Regions from separate parts of the Mus musculus genome. Here all the other regions are linked to region 1. A link is a contact called in public promoter capture Hi-C data. All regions are on one chromosome and are shown on one strand. The core of a region is the stretch at or near the end of the contact, and the rest is flanking DNA. Distances in the headings are between cores, read along the strand shown. Region 1 holds the start of 5830454E08Rik (RIKEN cDNA 5830454E08 gene). Region 2 holds the start of Limd1 (LIM domains containing 1). Region 3 holds the start of Zfp445 (zinc finger protein 445). Region 4 holds the start of Azi2 (5-azacytidine induced gene 2).

What was found. Promoter capture Hi-C pulls out the DNA fragments that hold promoters and counts their contacts.
Region 2: a contact with region 1 is called in a promoter capture Hi-C map of pre-B cells, with 2.5 times the contacts expected there. The contact joins the promoter of Limd1 here to the promoter of 5830454E08Rik in region 1. A contact is called at or near these places in 2 of 39 promoter capture datasets (liver and pre-B cells).
Region 3: a contact with region 1 is called in a promoter capture Hi-C map of pre-B cells, with 8 times the contacts expected there. The contact joins the promoter of Zfp445 here to the promoter of 5830454E08Rik in region 1.
Region 4: a contact with region 1 is called in a promoter capture Hi-C map of pre-B cells, with 3 times the contacts expected there. The contact joins the promoter of Azi2 here to the promoter of 5830454E08Rik in region 1. A contact is called at or near these places in 2 of 39 promoter capture datasets (liver and pre-B cells).

The regions. Positions count from the first base shown.
Region 1 is chr9:120,574,801-120,578,836 of GRCm38.p6, reverse strand. 5830454E08Rik (RIKEN cDNA 5830454E08 gene) reads right to left here and starts at 1,506. Exons shown (of 1, transcript NR_073359.1): 1 at 764-1,506.
Region 2 is chr9:123,476,167-123,480,225 of GRCm38.p6, reverse strand. Limd1 (LIM domains containing 1) reads right to left here and starts at 1,525. Exons shown (of 8, transcript NM_013860.2): 1 at 1-1,525. The coding sequence starts at 988.
Region 3 is chr9:122,864,509-122,868,791 of GRCm38.p6, reverse strand. It overlaps Zfp445 (zinc finger protein 445), which reads left to right and starts at 2,786. Exons shown (of 7, transcript NM_001359935.1): 1 at 2,786-2,878.
Region 4 is chr9:118,037,796-118,042,152 of GRCm38.p6, reverse strand. It overlaps Azi2 (5-azacytidine induced gene 2), which reads right to left and starts at 1,631. Exons shown (of 8, transcript NM_013727.4): 1 at 1,195-1,631. It overlaps Zcwpw2 (zinc finger, CW type with PWWP domain 2), which reads left to right and starts at 1,294. Exons shown (of 9, transcript NM_001378466.1): 1 at 1,294-1,934.

The DNA of each region.
Region 1 (4,036 bases), core at 257-2,756:
CCAACACCGGGATGTGTTGGCTGTCATTCACCCTGACTCCACCCATCTGCAGTGTAGGGAATCAACCCCATTTGTTCCTCCCTAGCTTCTTTTCAGGTTCCCAGCACCAAACACCGTGTAGAGCACCTGAGCTCTGAAAAGTCAGTGCTTTACAAACCATATGTCCCTGTCTCTCGAGAAAGCCAGCTCTCTTCAAAGAGTTTGCGTGTTCTGGCTTCCTAGAAAGAACATCTTTATAACTATGGGTCTGACCCCAATGGAGTCACAGAACTAAATGTGAGTCACAAAAGCAACAGCAAACATCTTCTGAGTTTAGTGACCAAAAAACTGATTTAAATCAAGTGCGTAACAAGTCCAAGGTTTTTCCACCCGTGTGGTAACGAGGCCACCTCAGGTGTAAACATGGTGTGTGTGTTCGCATGACAAGAGTTCAAAAAAGAAGACTCAACTCTCAAAAGTGTCTGTGGAAGGCACTCACAAGCCTCAGGTCACAGCAAACCTCGTTCTCAGCCCCTCCCCTCCTCCAGAAGGTTCAGTGAGTAAAGTTACTTGCTGCATAGCCTGACTACCTGGGTTCCATCTCTTGAACCCACACGGTGGAAGAGTTGATGCTTGAAGGTAGTCATGTGACCTCCACACACCCTCTGTGGCACACACGTCTGTATACACACACAAATAAGTGTATGGGAAGTGAAAGAAAATTCGCACACTGAATACTGGTCTCTTGACAATACGACCACAATGAATGAAGCAAACTCTTCAACACGTTTTAGTTTGTTTTAATGGATGAATGTGGTCAATGTCCGCCACACAAACTCAGGTACTCCCAGAGATCCCTGGAAGAACCTGGAGTGATAGGAGGTTGTGAAATACTCCGCAGGGACTCTGGGAACCAAACTTTGTTCCTCTGGAAGAGCAGAAGGTACTCCAACACAAGGTGTAACCCAGGCTGGCCTCAACTCCTGATATTCCTGCTTCTGCCTCTTCAGCATATCCTACTAGCAACGGACACCAGAACCAGCTCAATAATGAACTTCCTAACTTCAGCAGGTGACTCTCGTTTGCAGACACTCACGGGATGTTCTGGCATGGTTCTCCTTTCTTCCACTAGCATCTGCAACGTAAGCCTCACCACTCCCAATATAGCCTCCTGTGGTGCGTGGGTTCCGTATCTCCCACTGTGACACCCCAACCTCCTCGGACATCCCCATCCAAAGTCTTCCTGCCTCCCACGCAGGTCTCCACTCTGCAGACTGCGCGCTTACAAGGCACGAGTGTCTGACGGCGAGGGGACAGAAATGATGCTCCGCGCCCCGGGGACGCCTCCTGGGGCCCAATGCGTCCCTGGGCACGGAGGGGGGGGCAACATCGGATTGTCCACTCGTGGCAGGCTGGGAACGCTGAAGGAAGGTTGCACTTCTGACCCAGCACCGGGCGCAGTAAGTCAACGTCCGACTCGCCCGAACTATCTACAGGGCCAAGCCCCGACCCGGAAGCGCGAGCGCACTCCGGCCGCTCTAGGAGTTCCGGAGGCCTCATCTCGGTGATAACACCGCCCCACCACTTGTCGGTCCAGCGGAGTAGGAGGGGTTTGATGTGGCTCAGGGCGCCTGCGCACTTGCGCAGACTCCCGCGCATCTGCTCTGAAGATCTGAGAGGTGCGCTTTGAGACGTTTGGGTGCGTGCGCATCTGGGCAGCAGGTGGTAAGCGTTGCCCGCTCCGGGCAGAAATTATACAAATTCGCTTGAGCGATCTCTCTGGTACCAATTTTAAATAGCAACATTGATTGGGGAAAAAAAAAAAATCACACCCCCACAAATAAAGATTGGACATCAGTGTGCAGTTTCTCATGCTGATACGGCCGGAAAATTAGCTTAGCCGGTCACTTCTCAGCACCAGGTGGCTCAACTGAGCACCAGAAATCTAACGGCCTCTTCTGGACTGCCTGACCCTGCACTCACAGCATATACCCACAAAGACACAAATCATCCTGAAAAGTATTTTCATAGACTCAGCAGTTAATAACACCTGTTGCTCTTGCAAAGGGCCAAGACTCAATTCTAACAGCCATATGGTGGCTCACAATCCTATTCTAAGGGACCCAACATTCTCAGACACCACAATGAGGCACAGACCTAATATGCTGGCAAAACTCATTTGCATAAAACCCCAAACTTTAAAATGGTAAAGCAGTAAAAATGATAAGGTAGGAAAAGCTTATTTCTTACTGGACACGATGGTACTTATCTGTAATGCTAGCACTACAAAGGCCTAGACAGGAACCAGAAGCCCTACCTCAGACAATGTTCAAGGTGTGTGGTGGTTGATGGCCTATGCTGGAGGCTAAAGCATGAAGTCCCCTGGAGGCGGACAATGGTGGTGCACGCCTTTAATCACAGCACTTGGGAGGCAGAGGCAGGCAGATTTCTGAGTTGAGGCCAGCCTGTTCTACAAAGTGAGTTCCAGGACAGCAAGGGCTATACAGAGAAACCCTGTCTCGAAAACAAAAGACAGACAGACAGACAGACAGACAGGCAGAAAGAAAGAAAGGAAGAAAGAAAGAAGAAAGTCAGTCAGGCCCCTGGAGCTCAGAAGCCAGAAAAGCAAAGTGAGACCTTGTTTCCTGAAAGTTATCAAGTCCACAGCAGTCCCAACGCTAAGAAATCCTTCATAAATACCCCTGAAAACCAATCACCAAATACCTCACTGAAGTAACCATGCTTTTGAAACTGCTGGCTCCCAGGCACTGTTGTCCTTGATTTCAGTCCCCTCCTCCCCTGTCCCCTTACCTCAGGCTATACCAGTAAAGCCAGTTCCAGGTGCTAAGTTCTTAACCACCAGCATTTCAGTGCAAAAGGACTTGGCCCTCCTGCCAGCAGCCAACCTGAGTATACCTAGATATGGGCTCTGTTGCAGAAATCCACTTCCTGCAGTCCTTTAATTCCCAGCCCTGGGAAGAAAACTGCTGCTTCCTGACAAATCACTTGCTAGTTCAAAACAATACCCATTCTACCCCACTCCCGTGTGCAGACCAGGAATCCTGGGTGGCAAGGCTGGAAATGTCAAGATTACAGTTGAGTGTTGTCTACTTTCCCACAAGCCTCAACAGGCCACCTTTCGGACTATCTACAATTCTACCATGTAGAATTCTTGCCGGCAATGCTCTGGGGGGTGTGGGGAGGGTGCTGTTTAATGAAGCCAGACTCTCTTTTTCCTACTAAATTCTGTGGGGTGAATTATCCCAGTCTGTATGCTTTAATCCCTTTCTCAGAATCCCTAAATATGAGCCCATGAACAGGTGGCTTATGAAATATGGGATCACCACCTTCCTGATAGCAGAGTAAGTGCCTAGACACGTGTTTTCAACTTCCTTCCCACTAAGCCAATCAGGACTGGCTAAACTGAAGTACCAGTTTGGGGTTTTTTGATTTTGGTTTTTCGAGGCAGGGTTTCTGTGTACCTCTGGCTGTCCTGGAACTCACTTTGTAGACCAGGCTGGCCGTGAACTCAGAAATCCACCTGCCTCTGCTTCGAGTGCTGGGATTAAAGGCGTGCCGCCACCACACCTGGCCCAGTTTTTGTTTTAATCACATGACCTACCTCAGTTCCAGTTGTCACTTCCCATTCTCTTCAGGAGCCCTGTACCTTCCTGTCCCTGGCTGCCTCAAAGGTTCACACCCATCTCTGCCTCACGTCCCTTTCTCAAAGGCTAAGAGGACTACTCCACATTGCACTATTTCCTAGAAATAGCCTGAATCCTGCCCTCAATCTTCCACCTGCTATTTCACAGGGTAGACGCAGAGCCCACAAATGCTGTTGACAATGACAGGACTCCCCCCATGCAGGGTCATTCCCACCTGGTATTCCAGTGTCCACCTGTCCAGGTGTAAACTGTGGACAACAAGACTCAAAAGCACCCAGTGTGCTGGGAATAACCCTGCAAGTAATCCACCCCCACTTCTCACAAATAACACTTCCTGCTTTTCAGGAGTCCACCCTTTGTGAGGACCAAGATTCTCTCCAATCATCCACTTT
Region 2 (4,059 bases), core at 276-2,775, 2.9 Mb before region 1:
GCAGCCAAGGCTGAGTGTCCACAAGGGGTTTGAAGACCCTGCCTGAAGCCTCATATCCCAGACCTGAATCTCTTTTCGGACAAGCTCCTTGGCTGGCGCTGCTAGGGACCATCGGTGCTGAAACAGTTGTGCCCTTGGGTTGAGCGGAGGTCCCATTCTCCAAGCCCATGGAAGAAAAACCGAGGTTCACTCGCTGAGAGGAGGCAGTGGACCAAAGGCCTGTTGGCTTCTCGCTGCTATGGCCACCAATGCCACCGTCCTGGCCACTGATGCCACTTTCAAAAGACCTGCCAGAGCACACTGTGGAGAGCTGTGGCTGGTAAGGGTGATGGTCTCCACAGGATTTGGGCAATGTGGAGTCATTCCCTGGGCAACCAGGCCATCCACTTCCTACACCCAGACTCACGCTGGGGCACCCTTCAGGTTTATCACCCCACTGTGGGCTTGCCAAAGAGAAATTGTCATAATAGTCTCCGTGAGTGAGGCAGGAAGGGTCTTCACAGGAGGGACTCAGGCCGTGTAAAGCAGGTCTCTGGGAACTCACAGGCCCCTCCCTGGAACCACAGTTCTGACTGCCAGGCCTTGCACCATGGGCAGATGGCCTGATCCTCTGCTCCTGAGATGGGTACGAGGGCTGCGCGGCCGCAGTGGTAGTAGCTAATCCAGGTGCCACTGTTGGCACAGCCAGAGGAGGCTTAGCGGCCCCATCTGCAGCCAGCTTGCCGCTCGCACCCTGACGGTTCCCACCGTTGACCGGGCTTCTGCCTGCCCTAGGTAGGGCCTCCTCCTGTAGGAGCTGCTGCTGTTGCTGCTGCTGGAGGTGGATTTTGGCCATCTTGGTCGCGAACACCCTTCGAGTTTCCTCAAATTCTGGGTTGTTGCCAGCACCCTTGTCCACCCGGAAGAGCCCATCCTTGGAGGCCTCATACATGTTCAGGTCCTCGATGAACTTACTGGCCTCAAGGCCCAGATCATCGTATTTATCCATGTTGTAGATCAGTGTCCGGGGCCTAGCCCTGGTTCAAGGTGTGAATGTGGTGGGGGAGATTTGGGTGCTGGCCGAGGTTTCAGGTCCAGCCTAAGGCAGATAAAGATTCCCACCTGCCCAGCAAGAAGGTCATGACTCCAAAACTCACAGTCCAGCCAGAGTTGAGGCCTTCAGGCCAGCGGGGCTAAGTTTACTTTCAGACTTCTTTTCCCCCGGGGAGCGTCCACGTGGGGGCAGAGCAGCCTTCAGCCGTGCCCGGCCTGCTTAGAAAAGTTCTCTTCTCCAAGTCACAAAACCCAAAACAGGCGAAAGAAGACAGAGAACGTCCACAGAAAAAAAGTAAACTCACATCCACGTCGAACAATCGAACTTGCAAACACACCGGGCAGCCCCTGGCCTGGGGCCGGTGGCCGGATCCAGCAGAGCTCACTGCAGCCGCGGCGCGCGGCCCATTGTCCGATGGCGGCGGCCGGCGGCGGGACGCGGAAGTGAGCGCGCGGGTCGTCAGTCCCGGGAGCTCGCTGGCCGGCTGCGCCCGCCCCGGGCCGCGCAGGGGCGCGGGCGGAGGCTCGGAGGGCGGGGCGGGGCGGGGCGGGGCGGAGGCTCGGAGGGCGGGGCGGGGCGGGGCGGGGCGGGGCGGAGGCTCGGAGGGCGGGGCGGGAGCGGGGCGGGGCGGGGCGCCCCCTGCAGGCCAGTGATGCGCACGCCGAGTTTTGGCGTCCCTCTCTGGGCACCGGGAGAGAGTTGCAATTCCCGCAGTACTTTTGCCGCGGACTGTTCAGTTTCCCGCCGCTGCTGGAGAGTCAAGGGTGCGCCAGGCTTCCCTCGGGTCCCCTCGAATGAGAGCATCTGTGTTGGACGTCCTAAGTGTGCCCAGAGAGGCTTGTCGTCCTTACTGGGTTTCTTGAACCCCAAGCAGTTCTCACCACTCCAGGTTGCCATGGCTCTAGATAACACACATAGCTCCTATGAGGTGACTGGGGATAGTTTACGTTTCCCACACAGCCGCCAGCGTGATCTAAAACCAATCCCAGGCCTGTCACTCTTGAACTTGAACCCTCAAGGCTTACTCCGGACTTATTTTGAAATCCCGCCTTCACTTCTACAAACAGGCCTGACTGCCCCGCCTACCCTCCCTCTGATTTGGGACCTTCCCTGCCTGAACTCCCGGTGGATGGAACTTCCTAGTGCCTGCCGAGAGCCTGCTGATCAGCTTCTGGTGTCTCTTCTTTCCTTCCCAGCTAAAATCACCTCCCCGTAAAGTTACCCCCACCCACAACCCCTTTGTTTCCTGCTTGGTTTGAACACTATTTAAATCCAGGGATACTGAAGTCACTGACCTGCAGGCTTTCTCCCATCTAGTTTAAATGTTTCCAGGTCTCTGCTCATACTACCTAATAGATGTAAATGTTATGCAAATAGTTCTCAGCAGTTTTGTTTGGTTTTGTTTTGTTGTCTTTCAGGAATCATGACAAGAAAATGAAATCTGTATGTGTTTAACATAAACACCTTTTCTTTTCCTGAGTATCTTGCCCTTGTTCAGATGTGGAGCTCTAGGTATGGAGGGTCAGCTCCAGCTGTTTATTTGTCTGCATGCCCCTTTTTGGTTGACAGCTAATCAGTTATCCACTTCATTACACCTGTATATGCGCAGGGTTTGGTTGAACATATGTGTCTTGGCAAATCTCTCTAAACTGTGACGAGGAACAAACAAGATAATATATATGGAAGTGCTTATATTCTTATATTCTATAAACACAAAAATGGTTCACTGTCCTGTAGACTCTGAAGGTTCAGGATATTTGTTGAAAATGAAGAGTTCCAGGCTCCAGCCCCAAACTACTAACCCCAGATTTGTGTTTTACGGCATCTGTGGGATGGGAAGACGATTTGCACAATAAAATTTGAAGAGTGAGTACTGCTATAAAGCATTATACTAAAACTAGGTTTTAAAGTTATTTTAGTTTCAAATTATGTGTATATATGGTGTGTGTGTGTGTGTGTGTGTGTGTAGGTGAAAGGGGAAGAGAGAGGTGGGGGAGGAGAGAGGACAGATGTTCTTCTAAGCCAGAGAGAGAATCAGAAACCCCAGAGCTGAAGTCGTAGGTGGCTGTGTGGCGCCCTGTGTAAGTACTGGGAACTGAACTCCAATCCTTTGCAAGGACAGTGTGTGCTCTTTACTGCTGAGCCATCTCTCCAGCCCAGGATTAAATATTTTTATTTTAAAAGAATCTCCTATACCCAGAGCTACAACCCAGTGATAGAACACTCGCTGGGCATACATGAGGGCCTGGGTTCCATCCCCCAACAACTACAGTAATAATAACAGCAGCTTATAAAGATGGCATCCAATATACCATTATGCAAGTGATCCTTAGAAGTGCTGGACATGGGCTGGAGAGATGGGTCAGTACTTAAGAGTACTAGCTGTTATTTTAGAGGACCTGGGTTTGATTCCCAGCATCCACACGGTGGCTCGCCACTGCCACAACACCCTCTTCTGGTCTCTCTAGGTACTGAATGCATGTGACATAGACAAACTTGTGAGCCAAACACCCATACACAATGTTTGAATGTTTTACTGACGCTGTTCAATACTGAAGACACCGAAAAAAAATCCTAATTCTGTGCACATTTATTTAATGCCAAAATTATTTAATATAGGCCACTTTTGTCTGTTTCATGAACTTGAAAACATGTGTTGACTAGTATTTCAAAAGATGTGTTCAGGGCTTGTAAGGTGGTCCAGCGGGTAAAGGCACTTGCTGCCAAGCCTGCTGACCTGAGTTTGATTTCCAGAAACTATATAGTAGCTTCAACTCCTCCAACATACACACATTAAATGAAGGGATGAATTAATGGATGAATGGATGAGTGGATATTTTTTAAAATGTATTCATTATTGCCTATCAGTTGTTTAAAAGGCAAAATATTTCTAGATCTGGTGGTGTAATCCTAGTTACTTAAGAGGAGAGTCATAAGTCTGAGGCCTTTCTGGACTGAAAAGTAAGTTCAAGGCTAACATAGACAACTTAGTGAAACACTGTCTCAAAAAGAAAAAAAAATAAAAA
Region 3 (4,283 bases), core at 1,537-4,036, 2.3 Mb before region 1:
CAATATCTTTTAAAATTCAAAGTCTTTTGGAAATTCAAAGTCTCTTAATTGTGGGCTCTACTAAAATATTTTCTTCCATCAAGAGGGAAAAATATCAGGGCACAGTCACAATCAAAAGCAAAAATTAAACTCCAACTGTCCAATGTCTGGGATCCAACTCAGGATCTTCTGGGCTCCTCCAAGGGCTTGGGTCACTTCTCCAGCCCTATCCCTTGTAGTACACAGCTTGTCCCCTAGGCTCCAGATGCCTGTACTCACTGCTGCTGCTGTTCTTGGTGGTCATCTCATGGTACTGGCATCTCCAAAACAATGCATGACCCCTTTAGTCCTGGGCCATCAACTGCAAATGAGGCTGCACCTTCACCAATGGCCTTCCATGGCCTCTCACAGTGCTGAGCTTCAGCTGCTCTGTGTGACCCCTTCATGCCTTCAAAACCATGGATAACTCTTACACATTACTAAGTCCAGCCACAGCACAAGGTACAACCTTGGCTATCTCTGGAACACAGCCTCTGTGCTCTCAGAAAACACTTCCCAGAAGATGTTACCTCAATGATGCTGGTCTTTTCTTAATCACAGCTAATTTCTTAGCTCCAGCTAACCAGCATTAATAGACCCAGTGATGCAAAGTTTTCACTTTAGTAGTTCTGGTATCTTGTTAATCACAGCTGATTCTTCAGCCCCAGCTAACCAGAACCACAGAATCTTCACAATCCAAAATAGCAATGGCCCTGAAAAGAGTCTTTAATTTTCCCTCAGAAATTTCACAAGCCAGGCCTCCATTTTCTGCACTGTTCTCAACAATATCTTTCAAGCTCCTACACAACATCTCACAGAGCTCTTAACATCGAATGGATCTTCTTCTGGCCCAAAGTTCCAAAGTCCTTCCACAGTCCTCCCCAAAACATGGTCAGGTTGTCACAGGAATACCCCACTATGCTGGTACCAATTTCTGTCTTAGTTAGGGTTTTACTGCTGTGAACAGACACCATGACCACGGCAAGTCTTATAAAAAAACAACATTTAATTGGGGCTGGCTTATAGGTTCAGAGGTTTAGTCCATTACTATCAAGGTAGGAGCATGGCAGCATCCAGACAGGCATGGTGCAGGAGGAGCTTAGAGTTCTGTGTCTTCATCCACCCACTAAGGCACCATCAGGAAAAGGCTACGGGATAATCATCCTGGAGTATTTTGGGAAGTTGATTTTATTGAAGTCAGACTAGGAAAATATGGGTATAAGTACTTCCTAGTCTTTGTAGATACTTTTTCTGGATGGGTAGAAGCCTACCACACCAAGAGAGAAACCGCACAGATGGTCATGAAGAAGATACTAGAAGAGATACTTCCTTGATTTGGTATGCCTAAAACCATTGGCTCAGATAATGGGCCAGCCTTCATTTCTCAGGTAAGCCAGGGAGTAGGTAAATTACTGGGCACAGATCGGAAATTCCATTGTGCATACTGTCCCCAAAGGTCAGGGCAGGTAGAAAGGATGAATCAGACCCTGAAGGAGACCTTAACCAAACTGTTGGTAGAGACTGGTACAGACGGGGTGTTGCTCCTTCCCATGGCATTGTTTAGGGCCAGAAATACTCCCTATCATTTCTATCTAACTCCCTTTGAGATCCTGTATGGGACCTCCACTCCCTTGACCCTGGCTCTTAATGCTCCCCCAACCCCAGAGTGACTTTTCAAGCTGACACAGATCTTATGGCTCGATTGCAAGCTTTCCCGATCAGCCACCAGGAACTGTGACACTAAACTTAGTGCCCTGATTAACGGAGGTACCTCAGAGATTCCACACAATTACCAAGTTGGAGATCACCCGCAAGGCCAAAGAAACCATGAGATGGCTGTGGTGTATCTTTCTTCTCGTGCTGAGCCTCAGCACCCCACCCAACCCTACCAAAGTGACTTGGCAAGTACTTCCAGCCACTGGGGATGTGGCTTGGTCCACTACAGAGGAACACCTGCCTTATACCTGGTGGTTGGACCTTGTCTTTGATTCCTGGGATATCCCTACCCTAGAGACACAGCGGGAGGAATTACCTGAATGTATAAAAACTGCTTGTAATAGCCATTCGGGTTCGCCTTCTAGTCGCTTGACTTGAGGGACTAATTGAAGGTCGATCCTTCGTGCCGGAAAGTAAACCTCTTGCTTTTGCATCAATCTGTATTTTGGTGTCTCACTAGAGAATGTCACAAAGTAAGTACCACTGACCGAAGGTCATGGTCTTACAGTTTAGGTAGGAAGAGTGAAGGGGGAGAGCAAGACCTGCTAGTGCCATGTTTGCCATTTGGGCCTGTTAGTGCCCTGGTGTAGTTCCTGCACCAGTCTCAGATCGTTTAACCTTTACTCAATACACAGGGAGATAAGAGGCTGCTTCTCAACAGTGTCCCTTCCATACCACTCATCTAGATAATGCTCTTCTTACTGAGGGACCCTAAGGATTTTTTTCCAGTCACACGCCTTCCTTACAGCCTCTCACTTCTGCCGAGGGTGAAGGCTATGCCAAGTTTCATTCTCCACCCACAGGAACTTTCTTGAGTAAAATAATTCTCAGAATGACCCTCTAGGAAGTCCCAGGTAGGGTCCAAATGTGAACCTCTGACGGAGGATTAGGGTTTTACATTATCTCCAGACACAGCGGACAGGACATGGAAGTTAGACCTTCAGCCTTACTGCCAAGCCAGTGCCTAGACATCAAAGGCGCCAGGGAGGCATTTGGGCGGAGAGCAGCTGAGATGGCATTCCTCCGGGCTTCCTAGATAGACCTCAGAAGCGTACTTCCGCTCTCGCAGAGAGGCCCGCGGAGGAAGTGGGCCCTGGGAGCGAACAGCCATTAGGAAGAATGCTGAGTGCTCCGGCGTGAGTCGGTGAGCGGCTGGGAGGTCGGGTGCAGGAGCGGGCGGCGGGGCACAGTTGCGGTGACCTGGCCCGGGCGGCGTCACGGCCCAGGGCGGTTCTGCGGGGAGCGGGACGATCGGAGCGGTGTTGTCCAGCAGTCCGGTGTCCGCCATTATGACTCTCGGTATTCTTGACAAACTCCACACGTAGGTCCATGTTTGACTGTGTGGGTCGGTTATGCTATTGCCTTAAAAACATAAAAATTAAAAAAAAAAAAAAAGCCCTGCGGTTGTGATGTAAAATGTTTGAGATTTTAAAAAAAGCTTCGAACAGCTTGGTGTGATAGCTCCGGCCTGTAATCCCCGCTACTGAGGAAGCGGAGGCAGAAAGACCGGGAGCTTGGGCAATTTAATGAGCCCTTCTCTCAAATTTTAAAAGTAATAAAGGTAGAAATGTTTTCTAAGCTGAGAGGGCACGTTTGAAATTCAGCTTTGATAACGCACTTGAAAGCTGAAACGTGCTCACAGTCCCAACCTTATTTATATATATATTATATATTTGTGTGTGTGTGTGTGTCTTCTAGTGTTCAAGGAGTATTTTGTAATGTCCGAGTTGCTTGAGAGTAAAATGATTTAAATAAATAAATAAATAAAGCAAGAAAGTGAACTGATGGGGGAACCCATTTAGCTTTAGGTGACTTCATTTCGTGAGCTTCATTTTCTGGCTCTCCAGCCCAGCAGTGCTTCATTCTTAATACAGCTTCAGAAAGTCCATTGTTCTAATTATCTAAGCTTTGGAAACCTATGTTATAGAAACTTTGAAACTTCTGTCACCGGTTCTGCCCCGGTACAATGCAATTGTTGGTTTGGGCTTCCCTAACCTCCCCCTCTTATATTAGCCTGGAACTCATACATCAAACATGTGGGCAGACTGGCATAGAACTCATAGAAATCCACCTATTTCTACTTCCTCAGTGCTGGGGTTAAAGGTGTGTGCTGCCACACTTGGCCCTACATCTTATTTTTGTTTGAGTGCATGTATATGTGTGGCAGTGTACCTGTGGGGATTAGAAGACAACTTGTGGGTGTCTTTCCTGCTGCTGTGTTGGCTCTTGCGATTGAACTCAGGTTCAACTGAACTACACAGTCTTGACACTAGATAACTTTACTCAGTGGTCCATCCTATAGGCTGTTCCTGCCTAACTTTCCTGGGTAGTACTGTTCATTACCAAGCATAGCCATACTTAAGACCTTGACAAAAATAAAATAAAACAAATAAATGATTTTGTTATGTAAATGTTTCACTGTATGTGCCTATATGCCATGTGTGTACCTGGTGCCTATGGAAGTCTGAAGAGACTGTCAGATCTCTTAAGACTAGACTTACAGGACTGTTGTAAGCTTGCAGGTGGGCACGGGGAATTGAACTATGGTC
Region 4 (4,357 bases), core at 382-2,881, 2.5 Mb after region 1:
CCCCCCCTTTTTTTTTTCTTGAAGATGTCTCACTTTGTAGCACTGGCTAGACTGCAACTCAAGACTCCCCAGTGCTGGGATTATTAAAAAAGCATGTGCTACCACCCCCTGACTTGTTCTTAAGAATTCATTAAATCAATGTAAAAAAGCACTAAGATGGGTAAGCACTCTTCAATTTACAGATGAAGTAATTAAACATACAAATTAAGTTGTCAACTTCAGAGCCAGCCTAGCTCTTAGAAATTATAACTGGGTGCCTTGGAGGGTAAGCAAGCCCTGGACTTCAGAAAAGGGGGAAGGAGAAAGTCAGAGTAAGCAGCCTTCTCCTCAAGAGAGGAAGTGGAAAACTCGATGCTTACACATCTGGGCTATCCATCTAATCCACTGGCATTCCCACGACAGCAAGCTGCCTTTTAGACATCAATGAATCTCTCGCATTTACATGAAAACGTCCATTTACAAACCTAGAGCATTCAACACTCTGTAGCCATTCAGCGAATAATTCCAATTGTTTTCCATTTAAGACGATGGAGTGATCACTACAGACAGGGTAAGGAGAACATTTTTTGAGAACTAGAAATGAAACTGTTTTAAGATTTTGTTCAATCCAACTTAAAATTCAAACGGGGGTGGGGTGGCTCTTCTGTACTTAAGGATTAGAGGTCAATTTCAGTCTCAGTATGTCAATGTTTTTGATCATCACATGGTATTTCTGATTTCTAGTAGCTTCCATGGGTATTTTATCTCTCTTTCTGAGTATTCCGAGTTCCTTGCGAGGAGGACCACTGTTAGCCTGCCTTGCAACCCAGCCGGAAAACGGGACTGAAACATGCAAGTTAGACTGATGGTCACTCCCAGACGCCACCGGCACTACCCACGTCCCTCTTTCCCTCTCCGATATAAATGCCACCCCAGTGCAGGAAATAAAACTGAAAGCGTTCCCAGCGAGTCAAGAGCACGGACCGAACTTGAGCAATCCCCGAGCGGGAAGGCAAAAAAAAAAAAAAAAAAAAAAAAAAAAAGCCCGTGGAAGCGGGGCTGTGGGATGGCAGGGACCAGGGATGCTAGACTGGGCCGCTCTGAACAGCAGAAGGGCGCCGGGGACAGAAAGCGAAGTGCGTCTGGCCAGGCGACAGCCACCAGGCCCCTCCTGGCTGTCTCCACCGTCCGGGCGAGCGCGAGCGATCCACTCACCCTGAACCCTGGCTACGTAGGGCGGTCCCCAAGGCCACCGGGTTTCGCTTCCCCAGTGTTTGGAAGCCGGCTGAAAACAAACCGGGTCGCCAGGGGTCACCACGGGCTTCCGGTTTCCTCGAAGACGCCACCGCTTCCCCCGTCAAGGTGGCCGTCACAGGTGCACCGAGGGAGTCCCATGTCTTCCGCCGCGGCTCCCGCAGTCAGGGGCCCTGGAGGTCACAGAGGAACCGAGCAGGGGCGGCCCGGGGCCGCCGGAACAGGCCCGTTACCCAGCAGCACGCGCGTCAACTCCGGGGTCGCCGGCGCCCGCTGCCCCGCTCAGGGGCGGCGAGGCCTAGAGGGTTCTAGAAGGGTCTACGAACGCCCCGCCGCCCACAAAGGTGTCGCCGCTGCGCACAGGCTGGGTGCCAGCGCAGCGCGACGAAACCGGAAGCCGGACCTGAAGACTATATAGGGTGCCGCTAAGTGGCGCTCTAGCGGGGCGGGGCGTACTACAGGTCCCATGAGCCTCTGCGGTAGGGCAGAGGCGCACTACGAGTCCCGTGAGCCTCCGCGGCGGGGCGTACGTACTACCAGTCCCAGTGGTCCCCGCGGCGGGTGAGGTGTCGCGCCCAGCCGCGGGGAGGCGGAGTGGAGCTGAGACAGCGTCGCAGGCTGGCTGCTGTTGGGCTGAGGCGCGCGTTCAGGGCGCCCTCTAGCGCGTCCTTTCCACTCAGCGGCAACTGGGATTCCGTGAGGTGGGTCCGTGCTGCTCAGCTCAGAGGCGCCTGTCACCGTGGTGCTAACCCGAGAGCTGATGCGTGTCTGGGGCCCCTGGAATCCACGCAGGCCCCGTGTTTCGGGTCGCGTGGCGGTCTCCTTGGGTATCTTTTGAAGCAAGGTCGCTCACTGACTTCATGGGGGTTCCGGGATGCTCTTCTGTGTAGCAGGAGAAAAGGAGCCCATGGCCAACTCTTGACTTGTTCTGGCTCTTAGAGTTGTCTCCTCTCTCGGTTATTTCTAGGTGATAATCCTCCGGGTTTGTTTGTTTGTTTGTTTGTTTGTTTTTTGAGGCAGAGTCTTATGCATCCCAGAATGGCCACAAACACACTTGTTTCCACCACCGGGTGAAGAATTTTAGTCATCTATAATTCTCTCTGTCTGTAGTTTGTTAAATCTTCATATTTTTGTACGTTTGTTTTTTAATTTTAAATTTGCGGCAGGGCCTCAAGTAGCCCAGGCTACCCTCAAAGTCTTGAATTTTTTTTTCTCTGACCTCCTGCTTCTGACTCCAAGGTTTTGGGTTTATACATTACCAAGCAATGCGGTGCTGGAGGTTGAACCCGAAGCCTTGTGCATGCTAGAACATTGAACTGTATGGTGAGGCATAGACAAATTAATTGCAATCTTAGGGGGTCACAGACAGAAAAAGGAGCACAAGTTCTAGATTATTTCTGGTTAAGTAATGTGAGAGTCATAGTTATAGTTAATATTTATTTATTGACAACTAAGAACGCTCATGTTTCTTGGCACTATATTATTTTGTCAACTGAAAACTTAAATTCTGTCAGTGTTCTGTGGAAGGTTTTTGAGTATATAGTTTTTGCCTATGGGTAGATAATTTTTTCACTGGAGTATATTTGGTTTTGAACAATCAAAAAATATGGACCTTGATATAAGTTACGACTATGGCTCAGCTCTCTTAGGGGCAAATATTTATTTTTAGGGTTAGTACAGGTATTATTTTGATAATACCTTGTTTGAGCAATGAAAACCTTTTTGTTTTTCATTGTTTTTAATGTGTGTTATGCTTTGCTGGCATGTGTGTGTGTGTGTGTGTGTGTGTGTGCATGTGCATGTGCATGCAGTGCCCATGACAGCCAGAAGAGTTGTATTCCCTGGATCAAGAGTTGACAGAAGTTTTGAGCCTCCATGTAGGTGGTGAGAATTGAACCTAGGTCCTTTAGAAGAGCAGGCAGTGCCCTTAACCACTGAGCCTCTCTCTAGCCCAACTTTATTTTTTTAAAGTGTGGTATCTGAAGAATACTGTAGTGAAACAATAACAACATATTTTTAGAGGAATAAAGTTTTAAGTGAGTTTGTAGATTTAAATTGTATACTGAAATTTCACCATACCACTCTATAAATCATTTTTCTGTAGTTTATTCTATGTTGTAAGTACTGTATCCTTAACATAATTAAAGTGTCAGAATTGCTGAGTTGTAATAGCAGAGTTTTTTCATGTTAATACCATCTTCAATGGCATTTAATTAGCGTTGTTTTAGAGGCATTTTCTCTACATGTCATGTGTACAGGCTAAGTTCTTTAGGGAGGGGATGGGTTTTTTTTGTTTGTTTGTTTGTTCTTTTTTCTTTCTTTCTTTCTTTCTTCTTCTTCTTCTTCTTCTTCTTCTTCTTCTTCTTCTTCTTCTTCTTCTTCTTCCTCTTCCTCTTCCTCTTCCTCTTCCTCCTCTTCTTCCTCCTCCTCCTCCTCCTGTTCTTCTTCTTCTTCTTTTTTGTTTTTTTTTTTGAGACATGGTTTCTCTGTGTAGCCCTGGCTGTCCTGGAACTCACTCTGTAGACCAGGCTGACCTCGAACTCAGAAATCCACCTGCCTCTGCCTCCCAAGTGCTGAGATTAAAGGTGTGCGCCACCACTGCCTGGCAGGAAGTGGATGTTTTTAATAAAAAAATATCTACTACTAAAACAGTTTTAAAATACTGCCAAAAGTAGAAAACTTGGTACATAACAAAACTTGATGTATAAGTTAGCTTTATCATTGCTATAGCAAAAACCAAACCAAACCAAACCAAAAACCTTGACAAAAGTAATTTAAGGAATGAAGAGTTTATTTTGGCTCAGGGTACAGTGGGTGAAGGTGGGAAAAGGCTTGGAGATAGGTGTCTGACCGCAGGTGTCTGATTACAGGAGTCTATAGCCAGGAGGGAGACAGTAGAATGCTGATTTTTGCTCCCAGTTGGGGGAAATAGCAAAAAAGTAACCTGCCAGCTTCTGCAGAGCCATTTTCAGACAGAGGCCCCCTGAGTTCCTCTCACTTCCATGCATCGTCCCACACACCCCACAATCAGCCATCTCAACACGTAATTACCCGGCAGAATCAAGACTCTTAAGCTTATAGTTAGTCAATTAGATTTATATATTAATAACATCACATTTTACAA